Regions from separate parts of the Mus musculus genome. Here region 2 is linked to region 1. The links are chromatin contacts, called in public HiChIP or PLAC-seq maps. All regions are on one chromosome and are shown on one strand. The core of a region is the stretch at or near the end of the contact, and the rest is flanking DNA. Distances in the headings are between cores, read along the strand shown.

Region 1 (3,693 bases), core at 593-3,092:
CTCTCTCTCTCTCTCTCTCTCTCTCTCTCTCTCTCTCTCTCTCTCTCTCTCTCTCTCTTCTGCCTTCTCTCTTTCCCCCTGCCTTTCTATAATAAAGCTCTAAAACCATACACAGTCTCTGCTCATCAAGGCTGCGCTACTCTTGAATGCTTGGGAACCTCTCTTCCCACAGTGACTTTTAGCTCCAGGTTAAAGGAATGTAACTGTCTCATAAGGAAGGTGAAACTGAAAGAAATGAAATTTCAAAACCTGTAAGTCATATAAAGTGCTCAGAAATTGCTGGTTGTTTGTGAGCCTAGAAGCTGCCTGGGGCTAAGAAAAAAGAAAAACAAACCCGAGTATGCCCCATAGTTAAAACATTCCTGGGAACAGCTTAATCTTAAAGATAAAGAGGAATGTGAGGACATAACAGGGCTATCTAAACTGAGTCAACAACTCACAGAACTCTGACACCCTGCACGTACATGTAATTTTTCTGCTGATGTTTGAATAAGCCAATAGTGTATTGCTATGCTGAATTCCACACCCCTAAGCCCCTTAACCCATAAAAACCCCTAGCTTCCTAGCCTCGTGGCCGATATCCATTATCTCCTGTGGGGGATGCATGTCGGTCCGGAGCTCTGTCATTAAACGACCTCATGTAATTACATCAAGGCCTTTTCGTGATTCTTTGGGTGCCCGCCGAATCAGGAATTGAGTGTGGGGTTCCCCACTAGGTTCTATCAAAACAGAGTGTCTTCAAGCAATACTTGGGGCAGCAAGTAGCCTAGAGCAACTGCATCTGGGCCTGGGAGCACTAATCCTGGGAGCATCTCTGCCTGTGCCTGTGCCTGCACCTGGGAGGGAAACACAGAGTGCAGCTCACAGCATGGCTCATCTTAGAATTCTGACCTGGGAAACTTGCCACTCCTAGCTCCAGCCAAGAAGCAGCCCTGAATATTCAGAACTCATGATCCATGGATGGCACTAGCAGCATGGGGTAAAAATGAGATGAATAGCTGTATGTTAGAATCACACAAAAGTCGAATAAAAGACCTGTGTCAAATGTCAAGAAAAAATGTATCAATAAAGTACCTTGTACAGGTTAAAGACAATAAAGTAGCTGGAGAGATGGCTCTTCAGGTCAAGACTGCTGCCTCCAAGCCGAGTTACCTGAGTTTGATTCTAGGAGCCACTAAGTTGAAATCCGACCTTTACTCACAAGCCTTAGTACGCCCACACACCAAAAACGTAACTTTAAAAATAAATAAGACAAATATAAATTTGTTTTACACATTTGTACTCTTATACTTTATGGACTCAAATTTGATTTAGTAACATCATATTCTCAAGTTTCTATATTCTGAGATTGACATATTATTAATATACCAAAGCACTTTCAAAGATCCACACATATACAACACACACACACTGACTTCTGGGTACTTGATTGCCTGCTTTGTAAATTATATGGACTTTCAAAGTTCTAAGTATAATTGAACAAGTGAAGTTTTAATAATAAAGTAACTTGTATGGGCCCTTGTTCCCTTCAGCTCTTTCCACTGTGCCTCCCCAGAGCCCTAAAACACACGTACACACAACCAGAGTTCAGTATCATCGTCCCCTACAAACCATCGACTTAGATCATTGTAATGAGGGACAGTCACAGTTGACCATAAATGAAACCGACTTTACACAATGCAGCTACCTTCTGGAAGATTTAACTCTGTTTCGTGTTTTTGCTTCTCTCTCTTGTAAAATCCATAACAGAGCTGACAGATTCCCTGACTGCAAGCTGCCCAGAGCACCACCCAAGGTGTGTCTAAACGCCCACACAAGATCATAAACAATTAAGAGACTAGATCTCACTTCTTCTTCCTGTACCGCTGGGTTCCTCTTTTCTGTCCCATCATTGCTCCACTGCCACCTTTCCACTTCATTTTGATGAGCAGTTCTCCGTGTTTTCTGGCACGTCTTGTCCTTCCAGCTGCCTCTGATCATGAACCATAGCACATCTGTGAAGACCGTTACCTCCCCTTGCTCAGCTCTCCGCCAGGGCTTCCTTCCTGCCTTCCTTCCCTTCTGGGCAGAGCAACAGCACTCACAGATTTATAAATCCTGATCAGAGACTTTGGATGCCTCATGTTTACATTTGGAGACTCCTTTCCAGCCTATATAAGCCCAACGATGAGGTCTTGAGTCCTAGTCCCTTCCCTGGATCTGTAAAGCCTCATCTCTGCCTCTCATATCTATACCTTCCCCCCCCCCCACTGTCTGCACATTTGTACCTCCTGCTTTCTTGAAGGTTCAAGGTAAGGTGAGGAGATGACTCCCTTTCTCTACTCTATGATTCTAAGTGTGTGTCAACATTTCTTTAAATGCATTTAGTGTATTTTTGTTGCCAAGAGATTTTTTCAAACTTAGCTCTCTGGGTCATCAGAATTACGTGGAATTTACAGTGAATCTCTCTGATAAACCAAAGTCATTCATAGAAGAACCAGGTGACTTTTTTAGTAAAAGAGCTCATTCAAAAAAAAATATATATATATATTAGCAGCTGTTAGATGTAATCTTGGCATGAAAGAAAATAAAACTTGATTCCTGTGAGTCATGTAATTTATGTCAAATAGCCCAGGTTGAAACTGAGAACATAGCAGAACAGGCCAGGACATGCCCGGGCAGGCCCGTCGTTAAGACATTCCTGAGGCTGCTTAGCCATAAAGATAAAGAGAATGACATGGCCAGACTGGCCCGGTGCCTCCCTATCTCCCACCCTTCTGACCTAAGTTAAATGTTATCTGCATGTATAGTCTGCTGATGTTTAAATGAACCAATCATGTGAAACCTCACCAATTCCTCCCCCAGCCCCTTTTCTATAAAAACCCCTAGCTTGCAAGCCTCCTGGTCGAATCCACTGTCTCCTGCATGAGACACATTTCAACCCGGAGCCATTAAACTACCTCATGTATTTACATCAAGATGCTCTGTTTGTTCTTGATTCTTGGGTGCATGCCGAATCAGGAGTTGAGTGGGGGTTTCCCCACTAGGTTCTTTCAGGCACTCAGGAGACAAAGGCAAGTTCAAGGCCAGCCATGTCTATACAACAAGTTCTAGGTTAGCCTAAAGAGAATAACATATGTATATGCTACACACACACACACACACACACATACACATTCAGACACAGAAAGATTCAGTCTCCCTAAAGATTAGAGATATGCAAATTAAGAACATTTAATTGGCAAAAATAATGAAGTCTGATGACACCAAGTATTTGAGAGGATAGAAATTAGTTATATAATGAAAACCTATCCAAAACAAAAAAACAAAAAAACAACAACAACAAAAAAACAAGCAACCAGGGAACTGGAAAGATAGCTCAGTGAGTAAGAGCATTGACTGCTCTTCTAAGGGTCCTGAGATCAAATCCCAGCAACCACATAGTGGCTCACAACCATCTGTACTGAGATCTGACACCCTCTTCTTGTGTGTTTAAAGACAGCTACCGTGTACTTACATATAATAATAAATAAACCTTAAAAAAAATCAATGAGCATAAGCTATAACATCTTATATCCTAAAGATGTGCTAATCACAAAAGACGAAAAACAATCTTTAACACTAAGAAGTTCTACATCTCAAAACTTCAAAAGAAACTATCAATAAAATTAAAGCTATAAGGAGAACATGTTTTGACATGCATATCAAAGGATC
Region 2 (3,402 bases), core at 861-3,360, 200 kb before region 1:
AAGAGGCACCACTGATAGCCATTCATCCCCTCTACCAATGGTAAGGGAGTGGGATCCTTCGTTAGAGGGGCCCAGGCTTCACAAGTTTCTGAGGAATGTTGACTTTTGTTTAACCACCAGAACTTGGGGTAGTGGAGTTTTCTTTGGACCTGATGTTGCTTTAGAAAAATTATTTTGGCACAGTGATCAGATTTACTTAAAATTAAAATCTGGGAGAAATAATGGTTTCCTATTATCTATACTGGAAGAATTAAAGACCTAACTCAAAAAGTGCCCATTGGAGGGGAGAAGCTGTCCACCAGAGCCACTTAGTATGTAGACTTGGCAGGTGTACACAGGGAAGCACAGTAGAGAAACGGCAGACACAACCTCTCCATGGTATGGTTAAGGCAAAAGCTTTTATTGTATATAAAAGGGAGAAAATATCCAGATGCAGATAGAAGAGAGCAGAGCAGAAAGAGAAAGAAATAGCATGAACATGGCCAGCAGACTGGACATTGCCAGGGCTATCTACAAGAGAGGGAGGAAGAGTAGGGGATAGAGTAGAGAGAGCATAGAGGATAGAGGGAGCATAGAGAATAGAGAGAGCATAGAGAATAGAGAGCATCGTGAGAGAAGCAGGAGCAGAACATACAGAAAACAGTGAAAATAGCAAGGTTGTAAGCAGAATGAGTAGCTGGAGGAGGGGAAGGTCAGAACACTAGTGTGGGGGCTTTGAAATGTATAACAAATGCTTGTGAGTAAGGACTGGGGGATCCTGGAAGCCAGCATGGACCTTCATATTCTGATAGACGCTAACAGTATATGTTAATTAAAGAACCACGTGTCCCTTTTGCCAGAGGTAAGGGAAATGACTCTTTCTTTTGGCTGATGGGAACAAGCTTTGAAAGATCCTGAGGAATGGTGGCTTTTATTTAACTATCAGAAATCCTCCTAGTACGGGTTCAGTTCATGTCCAGATAGTTGGACTGCCTCTAGGAGTTTGTGGAATTGAAGATTCTTTTGGACCTGACAGCAGAATTTGATGTCTATTTGAATGCTGGACATGAGGGACACTATGACATTTAGCTGTGAGGTTTAGTCTCCTGCAAACCTAGAAGTAGAAAAAACTTTGGGGCATAATTGGGAGCAAGGAACATAAGGTGAGTTGTCAGTTTGAGAAATGTTTGGTTGAAATATTTACAGTTCATCTAAATGGAAGATTCCAGGAAATATTTGAGTACATATACCGACTGTAAGAGAATAATCTAGAAACAAAACTCAAAATTAAAACAATCTTAGAAGTCACCTATTTTAGCTCTCTCACCTCACTCTGAGAAAAGCTCGACTTAAAGGCTAACACCTTTAAGGGACTTACCATGAAGTGAGTTTTTACAAAGATGTGACCAGAAACCAGATCTCTTGGGTTGAAGTCAGTGCACCCAACTCCTGGTTAAGTTCCTTTTTTTTTTTCTTTCTCTCTCCTTTTTTCTATTTATCTTTATGCTTCCCGATGTAACAGTGAATGAGATACAATGTTGCTAAATGTGTTTGTTGAACATACTAATTCTACTTATTATTTGGGGGTAAGGTTGATCCCTTCTATAAACATCATCACTGAAATTATATTTTAGAGGCATCTTGGAAGTCATCAGACCCAGGGAAATCCAATTTAGCCACCAACATTTGCATTTTACCCCCCTCCACTTCCTCTAAGCAAAACCTGTTGCTCAGGTCACAACCATGGGAAGATTTTGTGCTAAATCCTCTGATTCAATTGAGAAGACGAATGAAAGCAAACATTAAAATATTTGGGTATTGAAATCATGTAATCAATTATCTTATTTTACACTTGAAGGAACTTGAACTAAGAGCTCTTATCTTGAGTTAGACACTTTAAAGTCCTAAATGAGGAAGAAGGAAAGTAGCAGTCTGGAACAGAAGAAGATAACACACTAGTTAAGCCCTCACTGTATGCTTGACCTTGTGTGGCATGATTGAGTGCAATTTTCTCCCTTGATACCCATAGAAAGATCATCTACATATTTTTCACACAAGGAATGTTCATTCTTCCTAGAGTTCTACAATTAGTAAATGGTAATTTTGGAACATAAACCCCAAATTGTCTGACTCCAGAGCCCATGCCTCATCTTCTATGGCATAGAGTCTATGGTATGCAACCTCTAGAGGTTTCTGGTACCATTCCAAGCATTAGGTATAAACCTGGAGATCAAAGAACCGTTGCTGGTGCTTTCTCTAGAAGCCAGTGAACCTGCCTGTCTTGTCATCCTCTCAAGGCCTGGAAAGTTCTAGGATCTAAGAGAATTCAGGAGATTCTTCTGATTGGCAGGGGATGCCCAATGTTGCATCAGTAAAGGCAGGCGTTATCCTGGACCTACAGTGTCAACTCTGCCGCTAACTAATCAAGAGGCCTCGGGAAAGCCACTTCTCTGTGATGGTTTTCCAAGATGGAAGAAAGCATAGAGAAATGTAAATTTTGTGGGCTTCCCTGTTGATTTCCCAAGCTTCTCTACAACACTCCTCTCTGTCACATCATAGGTCTAAAGGGTCAATGTGTGAGGGAAAGTGAGTCTCTTCTCAGAAATGTATCTTGGCTTTGGAGAACAATTGCTTTGAGTCTTAACAAATGAGTAAGAGTTTATTGGATCAATGAGGAGGAGGCGGGTTCCAAGAAGTGCAAAAGTTTGAACAAAGGCGCAGGGTATTTCTGAGGAGTTGCAAATGCAGAAAAGTTGCAGCATTTGGTGAAGAGCTGGGGAAGGGGGGCGGGAGGGTTAAGCTAGAAATGAGAAAGGAGAAATCCACAGAAACCAAGTCATGCAAGGTGTTGTCGGAAGCTTGGGCGCTCTAAGGAGCATGACGGTGTGGTCAGTAAACTTCTGCTTTAGAAAGGTCCTTCTGCTCCATGTCCCTGTTCTTCGTCAGAGATAGCAAGGCTAAGAGAGGTGCTCCTGCTCTTTAGAAGGTAAAGAGATGGACAGAACTACAACACCACCAGTTTATAGCCCTGGTCTATTTGCTAATTGTAGTGGTTAATCTTGACTGTCATCTTGATGGGATTCCAGAATCAACCAACCCTTGGGGCCAATATCTGGGGCGTTTTCAGGAATTAAAAACTGAAAGAAAAAGTGTAGGGTAAAAAAAAAAAAACGTCTGAGCTTATGTCCAGGTTTGAAAACCCACCAAATCCCGAGTTCAAAATCCCACCAATCCCTGATCTTGAAATCCCACCAATTCCTGGGCTCACCCCAAGCTCAGGACTTGAAACCCCACCAATCCTGGAAATCCTTATCCTGGAAAACTGCTGCCAAGAAACCCTGTATAAAGCCTGCCTCCAGCTCAGTTCCCTCCTGCTTCTCAAAGGAGCAGAGGCAGCCATTGTCTTTCCCAGTAAGTTTCTTG

The links. HiChIP or PLAC-seq counts read pairs in DNA pulled down with a chosen protein or histone mark.
Region 2: a contact with region 1 is called in an H3K27ac HiChIP or PLAC-seq map of the HPC-7 cell line, with 6 times the contacts expected there. The contact joins two enhancer-like sites. A contact is called at or near these places in 6 of 39 promoter capture datasets (the HPC-7 cell line, cranial neural crest, macrophages and 3 more), 1 of 484 Hi-C or Micro-C datasets (nephron progenitors), 3 of 115 datasets of contacts at active chromatin or transcription factors (the HPC-7 cell line, embryonic stem cells and pancreatic cancer cells) and 2 of 9 other capture datasets (adipose tissue and pancreatic islet).

Annotation. Positions count from the first base shown.
Region 1 is chr1:171,549,725-171,553,417 of GRCm38.p6, reverse strand. No RefSeq gene overlaps it. Among named protein-coding and RNA genes, the nearest start is that of Cd244a, 7.6 kb to the left of the region's middle. Within about 2 kb of position 1,842, at least 75 of the 459 cell types and tissues checked have an H3K27ac peak or open chromatin away from gene starts, as enhancers often do. A contact at or near this core is called in the HPC-7 cell line, where this site is marked.
Region 2 is chr1:171,746,834-171,750,235 of GRCm38.p6, reverse strand. No RefSeq gene overlaps it. Among named protein-coding and RNA genes, the nearest start is that of Gm22950, 15 kb to the right of the region's middle. Within about 2 kb of position 2,110, at least 7 of the 459 cell types and tissues checked have an H3K27ac peak or open chromatin away from gene starts, as enhancers often do. A contact at or near this core is called in the HPC-7 cell line, where this site is marked.